2 separate regions of the Canis lupus genome follow, and region 2 is linked to region 1. A link is a contact called in public Hi-C data. All regions are on one chromosome and are shown on one strand. Each heading gives the region's core, a stretch centred on a gene start, on an enhancer-like site or on the middle of the called end of the contact. The rest is flanking DNA. Distances are from core to core; before and after follow the strand shown. Region 1 holds the start of WASHC5 (WASH complex subunit 5). Region 2 holds the start of TRIB1 (tribbles pseudokinase 1).

Evidence for each region. Hi-C and Micro-C count contacts between places; a contact is called where the count stands out from the background.
Region 2: a Hi-C map of amygdala shows a contact between it and region 1, with 4 times the contacts expected there. The contact joins the promoter of TRIB1 here to the promoter of WASHC5 in region 1. A contact is called at or near these places in 3 of 9 Hi-C or Micro-C datasets (amygdala and blood).

The regions. Positions count from the first base shown.
Region 1 is chr13:23,487,853-23,494,502 of UU_Cfam_GSD_1.0, forward strand. It overlaps WASHC5 (WASH complex subunit 5), which reads right to left and starts at 5,053. Exons shown (of 29, transcript XM_038555500.1): 1 at 4,917-5,053. It overlaps NSMCE2 (E3 SUMO-protein ligase NSE2), which reads left to right and starts at 5,108. Exons shown (of 7, transcript XM_038555505.1): 1 at 5,108-5,262.
Region 2 is chr13:23,753,910-23,760,693 of UU_Cfam_GSD_1.0, forward strand. It overlaps TRIB1 (tribbles pseudokinase 1), which reads left to right and starts at 1,770. Exons shown (of 3, transcript NM_001313808.1): 1 at 1,770-2,819; 2 at 4,807-5,099. The coding sequence starts at 2,460.

The DNA of each region.
Region 1 (6,650 bases), core at 3,803-6,302:
TCTGGGATTGAGCCCCACATTGGGTTCCCCACTCAGCAGGGAATCTGCTTGTCCCTCTGCTTCTACCCCTCACCCTTCACCTGTGCTTCCTCTCTCTTGCTCTGTACTCTCTCTCCAATAAATAAACTTAACAAAAAAAAAGTGTTTCTCATGTCAAGTATAGGAGGCCCTTGTTATCAGGGCTAATACATGCCTGAGAAATCCTATTGGGAGACTCTAAAGTAAGGACAAGTATTTCATGCTAAGCCATGGAAAAGTTTTGATTAGAAAGGTATCTTGAAATGGTATCATTAAAATTTATGAAAGTAAATTTCATACCTAACAACATCTAGTGTAAAAGTGCAATAACTATGTCCTCATTCAAAGGACAAACCAAGAATGAGTCAAACATGGATTTCACCGAATTGTGAGTTTGATAATACAGTATCTTGTACTTCATAGCTGACTTTTATAGCATGATATTAGAAAAAGGTAATTTTTGCAAAAAACGTTCACAGCAGCATTTATTTTCCCAAAAGCTTCTTCCAACTCTTTTTCAAATCGTTATCTTCGGAAGTGTTAATTTTCTCATCATCTTTCTTATATTTCTCTCCTCTAATTGTTCATTTAGCTAGGTCATCGTGGTCAACTTCATGGAAGCCTGGATTATTTTTCAGCGTCATGAAGGCCTGTATACCTCCCAACATTTGCATTTCGCACTGGCACTGTGTTCTATCAACATGACATTAAGAAGACTGAACAACAAAAATAAGAATTCAACCCACTAGACCCTTTAGGACACAAATATCTGAATGAGAAGAACTAATCGTATAAGCGGTCAGCTCATTAAAATTTTTACATCAATGCCAACTTTTTCGTAAATATGTAATCTAGCTGTAGGGACTCAGATAGTGAACGATGAAACAATGAGGATGTCGCTGCACACAAAAACAGAATGTGGGAAGACTTTTGACAGAAGGCTTCCTTTGTAGCCCTAACAAAACATTCCCCAACCCTTGCCACATATATTCAGAGTTTGCTCATGTCAAGCTACCTAGTGTAGCTATCTAATACCTGGAAACTTTGTATAGCCCTTCAAGGTTTTCTTTTTTCCTTCTGTACGTCTCTTAGAATTGATTAAATACTTAGAAACGTATTAATTTACTGGCATGCTGTCGACTCCTCAGCAAGAATTTCCTCCTTCCTCTTCCTTTCTTCCTACAGAGGTGGAAACAAGTGGATCCTTATTTTTCCATGGCCCCTGAAGTGAGGTTAGACATGTGACTCAGTGTCAACCAATCAGATATAAAGAGGAAGTCTATGGTAGACCTCACAGGAAATATATTGTTTTTCCTCTTGCTATAAGGAGAGAAGCATATGAAGAGAAATTTCTCTATCTTTCCTCTGGCTATCCCTCTCCTTCTTGCCTTTGAATGTGGTCCCATGAACATATCTTGCCTGAAATACAAGATGACAAGCTAAAAGAAAAAAAGCCAAAAACCTGCAGATTGTGGTTTGGAAGGAATTTAGAAAAAATCTAAATTCTTTTTTTAAAAAGATTTTGTTTATTCATGAGAGACACACAGAGAGAGGCAAAGACACAGGCAGAGAGAGAACAAGCTCCATGCAGGGAGCCCAATGTGGGACTCCATCCCGGGAATCCAGGATCATGCGCTGGGCCGAAGGCAGACGCTTAATTGCTGAGCCACCCAGGCGTCCCAAGAATCTAAATTCTTGTTGATGTTATTGACTCATTGATTCAACTGTGGCACTTCCTGCCTCTGTAATCCTTGTAAAATGAGCTATTTTTATGATTTATTTACTGCTAGTTGGCTTTTGGATTCTTTACAGAATCCTACTGGTATAGATTCATTAATTCAACAAATATGTACCCAGTGCCTATTATGCGTCAAGCACTGTTTTAGGACCTGAGGATATTGCAGCAAACAAAACTAAGTTCTGGCTCTCATAAAGCCTGCATACTACTAGGAGTGGGGAAGAGATAATAAATAAATGCATTATGTATCAGGCTGTGATCATTGCTGTGAAGAAAAAGCATGATAAAGAGATGGAGTGTGTGTTGTTTTACAGCCTCTGTGATAAGATGTTTGAGCAGGGACCAGAAGGAAGTAAGGAAGCAAGCAGTAAGGGTATTTGAGTGTGGTCAGCAGCCCCTAGGACAGTTCCCAGTGACCTCCATCTCCTTGTTCATGCCCTGTGTATGAACCCTTTCCTTGAGGGTGACTTACCGACTCCTAAAGAACACAATAAGGCAGATGGAAAAGATATTACTTCTGAGGTTGGATCACAAAAAATGGTGACTTCTGGCTGGGGCATCCTTCCTAGCTAGTTTGTTCTGGGGGAAGCAAGCTGTCATGTTGTGAGTGTACCCTGTGATGAGGGAGTGAGAGGCTTGCCAACAACCACTTGAATGAGCTTGAAAATAGAACTACACACAACCCCAGTTGAGCCTTCAGATAAGACAACTTCTATTCACAGCCAGGCTGCAACCTCCTAAGAGCCCCTGAGCCAAAGGCACCTAGCTAAGCTACATCATAGGTTCCTGACCACAGAAACTATTAGCCAAAAAAATTTTTTTTGTCTTAAATTACTAGGTTTTGGGGCAGTCTGTTATTTTACAATCAGTAATGATCTGGGAGGAGGGCATTCCAGGAAGTGTTTAAATTAAATGCAAAGGCCACAGGGCAGCAGCAATGTGCTAGATGTGAAGGAATAGCCAAGTGGCTGATGTGGCTGGAACAGAGTGAGCAAGTGAGAGAAGCACAGATCAAAGGAAGTAGATGGGGTTGGTCCAAGAGCAGGGATTGCTGAGAAACCACTACAGTTGTTTAGAACTTTGTTTTATAAGGAGATCTTTAATACACATTAAGGATTAAATTATTAACAAGTCTTTTCGTTTTCTCATAATGTTTACTCATTAAGCCACATTGATCTCTAATAGGCTGAATTTCAGATCATCTCATTCCATTTTTTTTTTTTTTAAGGAAACTCTACCCCCAGTGTGGGGCTCAAACTCACCCTGAGATTATCAGCCACATGCTCTACTGTCTGAGCCAGCCAGGCACCCCAATTTCATTCCATTTTTTTTTGCACTGAAATGGTCTAGTTGGGAAAATGAGACAAGGAGAGGAGGAAAATAATGGCAAATGGACAAAACAACAACAACAAGTCACTGAATTCCTCTGAAGATCCAGGTCTAAGTAGGATGAAACTCAAGACACAACTGCAAGGTGAGCAAGCTACGTTTAACTGGTGTAACTGCTCCCAGATTTTGGATCCCAATATAGGATTGACAATGGGACCATGGAGAAAGTATCTTAAGCAAAACATTACCTGCCTTCTTCTCCTTACCTCACCCACCAAAACCCGCCCCCCCCCCCAAAACAAAACAAAACAAAAAACAAAAAAGAGATACACTCAGCTCCGGCACGCAGAGAGTCAAGTTAGCTTAGGCTTGGAATAATGACATAAGTGAAGACTTTTGTGTGTTTACCCCTTATTTTAATCCTTAAATCCTTACGTTGTAGGCAACATTTAAAATATTATTTGGTTAGAGTATTTGGTAGATAACCCATTGTTGGTTGAGAAACTTGCCCTAAAGAACAGAATCTAAAACCAACATTAAAGATGCCTAATCATGTTGCAGCGCTCTCAGAATCAGGTGGTTTCATAAGGTGCTAATACTTAGTTGAGATTTAAAACGAATGAGACCCAGATAAACACTGTAGATGAACCTATATCAAATCTTCCATTTAGTGGTTCTCTTGGTGCTAGAGACGAAGGAAACTCATAAAGACCAGTTTTCTCAATATAGGCTGTATTACTATCTGGCATGAAATGAAACCAGAGATCCCACTCGATTTCCTACTCTTCCTTTACAAGGCACCCCAAAAAGCAGCTGTTAACTTATTTTTAAGAATTTTGGCATGGAACTGTGGTTTTCAGTTTGGAAGGTAGCCCCAGACAAAAGACAACAACGTGTTTCAAGAACGCAGCATGGCATCACCATCATACCAATTACCCAACAGGTACAGAACTGAATTCTGAAGGAAATTAAATTGTCCTGGGACAAACCACACAAACCTGTGTGCCCTACTCAGAGGACAAAAGAAGTCTTTTTTTTTTTTTTTAATCCTTTCATAAAACCTCGGTTCCATAAAGAAGGAAGCACTGGGCTCCACCTATCCATGACCGGGAACAAAACAGAATGGTTGTTGATCAAAATAAAAGTGACAAATCTCTTCCAGGCAAGTTCGGAAATGGGCCTGATCTCTCTAGCCCCATTCATAAATCCTGGAAGACGGGAGAACGAAAAACGGGAGGCGTTCCTGGTTATGCGCAGAAGCAGGAAGACCTCTCCCTCCCTTGTCACGACCCCAAGTATCTCTGTTGGAGGAAACTCCGTGCACTTGGAATCCGGCTCCATTACCGGCACCGTGACTTGATTTATGTTTTCAACCGTGCGCCACAAACCTGTCGGGACCCTCGGAACTATTTTCCAAAATGCAAAGAACTTCGGCACCGGCGTGCCGCAGGTGAGGGAACTTGGGTGCAGAGAGGAGCAATGACTGGCTCAAGTTCGGAACCCACGGCGGAGCTAGAATTCAAACCCGGGTCTAGCAGACTCTCAAAGCCCTCGCCGAGCACCCCGTGTTCTCGAGAGCAGGGGGAGGATTAACGCCGCCCGCCCGGCGCGGCTCCTGGAAACTTGGAGGGGTCAGAGGCGGGCCAACAGCTGAGTGTCCGCGGCGGGGAGAACCACGGCCCCGAGAGGAGGTGGGAGAGCTGCGGCTGCAGCGCCGCCCCAGGCAGGCCCTCAGCCCTCCAAGCCCGACTCCCCGTCCACGCCGCACCTTCCGCCCGCGCGGCCCTGCGCGGGGCCGGGGCCCCGGAGAGCGCATCCCGCCCTCACTCACCTGTCACCCCGGCCGCGCCAGGGCGCACGTGCGGGGCCGGCGAGCGCGGGCGGGGTCGGCACGCGGGTGCCCGGCCTCCCCTCCCCGCACGACGACCCCTCCGGCCGCAGCCCCCGATCGCCAGCCGGCGGGACCCCGGCTTCCGCCTGTGGCGCCCGTGGCAGTCACATGACCAGAGGGGGCGGGAGCAGGGCGGGGCGTCATGTGACCGCTGGCCGGCGACGGCTGATGACGCTCGAGCCCGCGCTCGCGGTTTCAGCGACTGGGGAAGGGAGTTGAGGAAGGAGTTGGGGTCCGGGCGTGGGCGGTCCGGGTGCTGCCAGACCGAGCCGGGGCGCGCCTCCAGGTAAGGCGGAAGCGGGGGGTGGCGAGGGCGAGGGTGGCGACAGGTGTCGCCTCCCCGTGGGGCGCCCCGCGGGTGCCCTGAGCTGGGGTCTGTCCGCCCGGGCTGTGGTCCTGGCACTGCACGCCGAGCACGGAGGCTTGGGCAGGCTGCCCCCTCCCCGAGGCGCCGTCTCTCCATCCTCCCACCCGAGTGGGGGAAAAGTTCACGGTTCCTGCTGCAGATTCGTGTGCTTTGAGCTGTCTTTAAAAGCAGGGCCTCGGACGGGAGGTCTAAATGAGCTCCCTGGGCCTCAGTTTCCTTTTCTATAATTGGTTGTGAGCATCAGCGGTCCTGAGAAAGTAGCGCCAAGGGCATCAGTTTGTGGCGCACTGTGGGGGGCCTCGAAAGGGTGGTTGCTGGGGATCCCCGGGGGGCCCAGCGGTTTAGCGCCGCCTGCAGCCCAGGGTGTGATCCTGGAGACCCGGGGTCGAGTCCCAGGTCGGGCCCCCTGCGTGGGACCCGCTTCTCCCTCTGCCTGGGTCTCTGCCTCTCTCGCTGTGTCTCTCATGAATAAAGAAGTAGAATCTTAAAAAAAAAAAAAAAGAAAAAAAACCAAGAAAGGGCGGTTGCTGTTCCTGTCGTCACTCTCCTCCGTTCTTTGATCGCCTCTTTCGTACGAGGAGCTGTCTTATGTGCTAGCAGAACGTGTCAGGGTTGTGGTTTAAGCTGCTCCCGGGGTGAAGGAGTGGCTGCCGGGTGAACAAATAGCTGTGATGAGTTTTACGAAGAAGTGTGTGTGTGAGGGAGAGGGGGCATAGTAGTAGCATGAGGGAGGGAACGAGCAATTGCTCGTATAGGTAAGAGACGGTTTCATAAGGAAAGACGTACCCTTGCATCTTGAAAAAGGAGCTGTAGCTCTGGCTGGACTTGCATAGGCCCCGTGGTTTGAAGGACGTTTGGCAGAGTGTCTATAAATTGTTAGCTCTGGGTCTACCACCCTGCTGTAAGGAGAGAGGAGACGGGGGAAACAATATTTTCAAGTCAGCTGATAAGTGACCCTGCCTGAAGTGAATCAGACTTGCTGTGGTCTGAATATTTATGTTTTTCTGCGCCCCCCCCCCCGCCCCTTCATATGTTGAAATCCTAATGCCGTTGTGATATAGTATTAGGAAGTGGGGCCTTTGAGAGGTGCTTAGGTGATGAGGGTGGAGCCCTCATGAATGGAATTAGTGCCTTTGTAAAAGGCTCCTGAGAGCTCCCTCCCTTGCACCTTCTACCTTGTGATGACAAAGGGTGAGAGGGCTTGGGGGCTCTGAACGAGGTAGAGGGCCTTCACCGGAATGGGACCCTGCTGGCACCTTGACCTTGGACTTCCCAGCCTCCAGAACTCCAGGCATCAATTTCTGTTG
Region 2 (6,784 bases), core at 520-3,019, 260 kb after region 1:
CCAGGACAAATGCTGCCTTCTAGCTGGCACTCCTCCCTAGCCCTCTTTTCTCCCAGACTCTAATCTCTCCCTTGAGTCCCCAAGAGCGCTTAAGAGCCCGAAAGCTCCACTACTCACTAGCTATTGGACTCCAGCAAGGAACGTACATCTCTGAAGTCTTCTTCCATGAAATGGGGCAAAAACAAAAAACAAAACAAAACAAAAAAACCCCACAGGCTGGTTGTAAAACCAAAGCAAAGTATTATGTGTAAAGAGCTGAGAACAGTGCCTGACACGTCATAGTCCTCAATTAATGTTAGCAATTATTATTCACATTTTCATCTTCTAATCCCCAGCATCTGGCCTTCAATAGATGCATAATTAGTGTTTGTGGAATACATGGAGACTGAAGACGTAAGAGGACTTATCCTTGGGGCTCACCCTCGTTTTAGAAAATTCAGTGTTTAGCAGGAGGGGAAGAGGCTCTCTGCAATAGTTACCTACGTTGGGTGTCCCGAGACTTCAAACTGACCCAGCTCTCTCAAGAAAAAGGACAGATTTTTAAGTTCCTTTCCCAGGGGAGGTTTTCCGCTGCAGGGTCTGGCACACATTTCGTGCTCACCCAAATCACGTTGCACGAATGTAGGCACACAAGCTGGCAGGGGCGCCCGGGTGTAGGCAGCATCACAGGCGCTGGCCAGGGGTGACTCTACTCCCCTGCCCGCCCCCCACGGAGCCGGGGCTGGCCCCGGGGCCCCAGACCCTGCCGCGCGTGCGGAGGCCGGGGAGGGGGCAGCAATCCGGCGGCAGCCACGTGGGCCCCTTCCGCCAGCTCCCCACATCCTTTGTTTCCCACCGGCCCCGGGCTCAGGAAGCTCTTTCTGCGAGTCACCGCGAAGGGGCGGCCGGGGAGCCTGGAGAAGCTATTTCCGTGCAATCCGGGAGGGCGGCAGGCGCGGGAGGGGCGTGGAGGTGGAGGCAGCGCAGAAGGCCCCGTGTTTGCTTTTATTTCATCCAACAGAAGGTTCTATTTGTGGAAGCGAACAGACGCTGGGGATTAGAGCCGGGAGGGGGAAGGAAAAGGGGGAAAAAAAAAAAAAAGCCACATCCACTACCACGCACAGGTCTTCCCCGGAACTACCGCGTGGGGGTGAATGACTGATTCTGGAATCCATCACCGTCCCTACCCTCCCTTCCTCCGGCTGCAGCCGGGCCCGGGAGGCGCCCACGGCCGCAGCCGGAGGTCTCCAGGCGCGGGGCGGTGGAGGGATCCCCGGGGCGGCCGGCGCGACCGTCCCGCCGCAGCCCGCGCCCCGCCGAGCCCCGTGGCGCGCGCCCGCAGCCCATTGTGCTCGGGGTGAATGGGGAGCGCGCACCAATCGGCGGCCGCCTCTCCCCGCGCGGCCCCGCCCCCGCCCCCGCCCCCGCCCGCTTCCCCGGACCCTGACGTCACGGGAACTCTTCCTCCGCCCCCTCCCGGCTGGGGGAGCCGCGCCGCCGGCCTGCGGGAGGGCGCGCGCCGCCTCCGGCCCGTCCCAGCCCGTCCCAGCCCGTCCCAGCCCGGCGCACCACCTGCGCCCACCTGCGTCCCACCTGCGTCCAGCCCGTCCCAGCCCGTCCCAGCCTGCGTCCCAGCCCGTCCCAGCCCGGCGCACCACCTGCGCCGGAGCGCGCGCAACCCCGAGCATCCCCGGCCTCCCGGCCGCCCCCGGTGCCCCCGCCGCCGCGGCCCCGCCTCCTCTCCCCGCCCCCCGGCCCCCGCCTCCTCCCTCCGCGTCGGTGACTGCTCGCCGGGCGGCGGGGCCCGAGTCGTCGCAGCCACCTCATTGCTCAACCCGGCTTCCAACTGTTTACACGGCCCGGCCTGTGAGTGTGTGTGTGTATACAGCGTGAGTCACCGAGAGGCGGAGGAGGTGGAGGAAAAGGAGAAGGAGGAGTGCACTGGCCGGGATCGCTGCGGCGCACACACTCGCTCGCTCACTCACGCTCAGCCGCTCGCTCACTCGCACGCCGGGAGCCCCGGGGCGCGCAGGACCCCGAGCGCCGCGGGAAAGTTGCTCGGGCTTCCTCTCCGGGACCCCGCGCTCGGGAAGGGCATCGGCCCCGCGGCTCCGCCGAGCCTGCGGAATCCTGCCCTCGCGGCTCGGGACGTCCGCAACACCCGGCGCCGCCGCCGCCGCCGCCGCCGCCGCCGCCGCCGCCTCCGCCTCCGGGACTGTCGGCGGCCTCGGCAACAATAGCGGCGGCCGCCCCCGGCCAGGCGCCCCGAGCCGCCGCCCGCCGAGGTCCCGGGACCGCAGCCGGCCTCTGCCTCCCGCCCCCGGACGCGCGGCCGGCGTGCTTCCCGCGTGCAGCGCCAGCTCCCGGGAGCCGCTGCTGCCTGCCCCGGGGGGCCGAGCCGAGCTCCGTCCGCAAAGCCCACCCCGCCGGCTGGAGGAGGTCGCGGCGCCCGCGCCGAGCCCGGCCCGGCCCGGGACGGGATGCGGGTCGGTCCCGTGCGCTCGGCCATGAGCGGCGCCTCGCAGCCCCGCGGCCCGGCCCTGCTGCTCCCGGCCGCCCGGGGCGCCCCGGCCAAACGCCTGCTGGACGCGGACGACGCGGCGGCCGTGGCGGCCAAGTGCCCGCGCCTCTCCGAGTGCTCGAGCCCCCCGGACTACCTCAGCCCCCCCGGCTCGCCCTGCAGCCCGCAGCCGCCGCCCGCCGTTCCGGGAGCCGGCGGCGGCTGCGGGAGCGCGCCGGGGCCCAGCCGCATCGCCGACTACCTGCTGCTGCCGCTGGCGGAGCGCGAGCATGTGTCCCGGGCGCTGTGCATCCACACCGGCCGCGAGCTGCGCTGCAAGGTAGGCGCCCGGGGGGGCGGGGGCGCGGGGGCCCGCCCAGGTGCTCGGGGTCTCGCCCGCCGGCGCCGGGGGCCTCCGGGGCCACCTGCGGCGACTTGAGCGTGGCAGCGGGCTCTGGGCCAGCTTCGTCCGCCCCTTGGGGGATTTCGGCTGGAGAGGCGCGGCGGGGGCTCGGCGGGCAAGAGGAGGCGCGGTGGGTGCTCAGAGGCCGTGCCTCCGTGACCTGCCCTTAGCGCCCGGCGTAGCGCCCGGCGTCCCAAATAAGTTGTGGGATTGACATGGATCCCAGGGCCCAGCCATTCCCCTGCTCTCGTTCCCCCGGCTTCCCCCGCCCCCCGTCCTGGAAGGACGCCCTGCAGTGGGTGTCCTCCGCGGAGCTCGGAGCAGCCGGCAGCTGTTGCCGGGGCTGCGAGGCACCTGGGCCGGGCTGTGGGTGGTGAGGGGGGCGGGGGGCAGGTGGGAAGACCGTGCCGGGCTCGGGTCTTGGGGATCCCGGCCCCAGCCCGCGCCGGGAGGAGAACCCCGTCCTCCGCAGGGAGCGGTCTGAGGTGGGCTCCCCGGCGGCCCGGGGCCTTCGCCCGGCGCAGAAATGTTGGGAAGCCCACACCGGCTAGGAACCCTCGCTGCCGCCCAGCTCTCTCTTTTCCGGCCCGCGGTTTTTCTTTTGAACATGAGAGATTCCGTTCCGGGGCAGATAGGGCTCCTAGGAGCAGGATCCTCCGCGTGCACCCCCGGCCCCGACGTCCCCCACGAGCCTCGGGGCTGCTCCTTTTCAAGCGAGAGACGGGGTCACCCCTCCGTTAAAGTGGCTCTCGGGTTTTCCGCAACTCACCTGAACTCCACCCGCCTCCCCCTCCCTAGGCTCGCTGCTGCCACCTACTGTCCGACGGGAATGAAATTTCCAAGGCGGGCTCCAGCCCGGTGCACGGGGAGGGGGAATCCTTTCTTCCCGGGCGCTGGGGCGCCGGGGCTCAGAGCGGTTTGGGGAAGATGGGGGGTGGGGGGGGGGGGGGGGGGGGCGGAGCGGCTCAGAGATTCATCTAGCCGGGGCCGGGGCAGCCAGGCCTCAGAGGTGGGGTGGGTCTGGCCATTGTGCAACCCCTTCCAGTTCCTCTGAGCAGATAATAGCTGAATCCAGATGGTGACAGCCCATGTGTCACCGTTTCCAGTTGAGTCTAGGATATGAGTAACCGGACTAAACAAAAGGCCCTTAAAGAGACCAGCTAGCTTCTGAGAGGAGAGACTACCCATTTCCCTGGTGAAGGTGGAGGGTGGGAGCTCTGTGCCCCCCACCCCCCCACCTCGGGGTGGGGTGGTGCTGGAGATAAACAAACAAATGTAAAAACCATACAGAACATCCCATATCCTGTGCTAATTTTAACTCAAGGCCGTTTCTACCTGAGTCAGACTGTATAGGCAGGTTGTTTAAGGCTCTGTTGTCACAGTCTTTCTGCGAGTCATCTGTTCCTTCTGACTAATGACAGATCTGCATGTTCCCCAGCCCCTGCTTCCACTCGGAGGCTGCAGAGTCACCACATTCTGTGCTCTCTGTGGTGAGAGCTTTGGGTCTGCAGGGGGTCATGCATTTTCAGCTCCTGGAGATCCCGGGAGGGGTGGGGGGGTGGGGCTTCCTGCAGCTACTTGCAGCAGCCCCCACCTGCAAACAAGGAAGGGCCACATAGGGTGCGAGCTTTAGGGCTCAGCCCCCGTGAAAGGAGGCGACATATATAGAAGACAGCTCTTTTAAACCATCCGTAGAGTAACCCAGTGGGCATCTGCTAGCCAGAGCCCTCTATGTTGCTGGTTTGGGGTGTTAGAGGCAGCTGAGGCTTCTTGCATAAGGTGTGGGGTGGTGGTGGTGGTGCAGAGATAAATGAAGGGAGCCGTACTGTCAACCCAAGGCCGAAGGCCGAGAGCTGCAGTCCGGCATTCAGGAGGCAGCCTCTGCTTTTCTAGCTTCCTAAATGGGGTCACCGTCTCTCTGCAGGTGTTTCCTATTAAACACTACCAGGACAAAATCAGGCCTTACATCCAGCTGCCGTCACACAGGAACATCACTGGCATTGTGGAAGTGATCCTTGGGGAAACCAAGGCCTATGTCTTCTTTGAGAAGGACTTTGGGGACATGCACTCCTATGTGCGAAGCCGGAAGAGGCTGCGGGAAGAGGAGGCTGCCCGGCTCTTCAAGCAGATTGTTTCCGCCGTTGCCCACTGCCATCAGTCGGCCATCGTGCTCGGGGACCTGAAACTTAGGAAATTCGTCTTCTCCACGGAGGAGAGGTGAGCAGCCTTCGCAGCTCCTCCTGTGGCCTTGCGGGGCAGGTTAAGCGGTTAGGTACAGAGTGTTGGTTCGCATCAGAGCCAAGGGCTCGGTTGTCCCAGAATGAGTATTTAGAAAGGCCGCTCCCCAGGAGCCACGGCCAAGGATGGCTTATTCTGCACTGTCGTGGATGTGGCCCCGGGACACCTTGGTGCTTCTTTCTGTGGGATGTCACATGATGACAGGATGCCCTCCCCACTTCCACTCCAGGATCAAGTTTATCCCCATTGTTATCAGAAAGGTCAGTTCTTCTCGGGTAACAGATGGTCAGTCCGGCCTCACCGCATTGACTCCTAAAGGAAGTTTTCAAATCCTGGCTTCTACCAAGCGGGGAGCTTTTTAATTTTTTTTTTTTTTTTGTACCTAAAAAGTATGACAGAGCTAAACTGTTGGATTAGCCCTATTCTGCTCTCCTCCTTTGTACCCTACTCCTGTTCCACTTTGGGCTGGCCCCCAGTACTGCTCTTCACATTCTCTGATGACTTTTCAGACCTCTTGTTTGGATACATCTTGAGAAAGTAGCCACATTGAATAATAAATGGATGTTGGCTGGAATTGGTTCCTAAATATAGATGGTGACTTTCCCTCATAAAGGACAAGATGAGCTTGATAAGAGAATAACGAGACGCTAGGATTCAGAGTTGAGGTTTCAGGCAAGGGAATTCAGGAAGCCGCGGGGAATAGACCTTACTTGACTTTAAGAGGTGGGCCGGATCTCTTCTGGAAAGATAAGGAGGGAAAAACCCCCTGTAGAATTGTGGAGGGGTGTGTATTATTTTGTTGCAGTTATTTGTGTGTGTGTGGGGGGGCTGCCCCCAGCTGTGCATTTTTACCCTTGCCTCCAGATCCGTAGGAAAGAGTACAGGGTTGAGTTGCCATAAAGCATAGCTTTATATCTGACCTTGCAAAACTTATTGGAACATAACCGATTAGCAAAGAAAAGCAAAGTATTTGCAATGGAGAAGTTTCCAATTCCTGGAACATGCTCCTTTGATATGTTGATGTATTTTCTGAAACATGCCTTACACACCTCCTTTACTAGCTTTTGAAATCCGCATTGCACAGGCGAATGTCATGTGCACGGGGTTTGGCAACCCGAGGGTTAAGCAATGGCAGGCTGACGCTAGCCGGGGAACCAGCACAGGTGCAGGGTTTTAGTACTACAGCAGCCAATCAGGGGCAGACAGTGTGGGTTGAGTCATATTTTCCGTTTACAGAACCAATGGGTATTTTACATAACGACGGGGAGGTCAGGCTGAGGACATACGAAGTTAGCACATGTATACTACACTCCAGGGAACAGGAAGGCAGGAAGAAAAAAAAAAAAAAACACAACCAGACCTTTGAGAGGAAAAGAAATTGACCCATTAGCCAGCACCAAATGTTTGCCTTTGACTTCACAACAAGTGACTTACTGAAACAGGGCTATTTCAGAGAAGCAGGGAGGGGCACGGTCTGCCACCAGATGATAGAGGTTCCCCACAAGGCTCTGGGCTTTGGGGGACCCATGACCTATGGGTAGGTGCGTCTGAATAAGGAGGCACCTGCAGCTTCAGAAGAGAGCCTCTGCCTAAAGATTTTTTTCAGAGCCCCATATAGAAGATAAGCCCCCCCATGAAGGAGATAAACCCCCCATGAAGGAGAT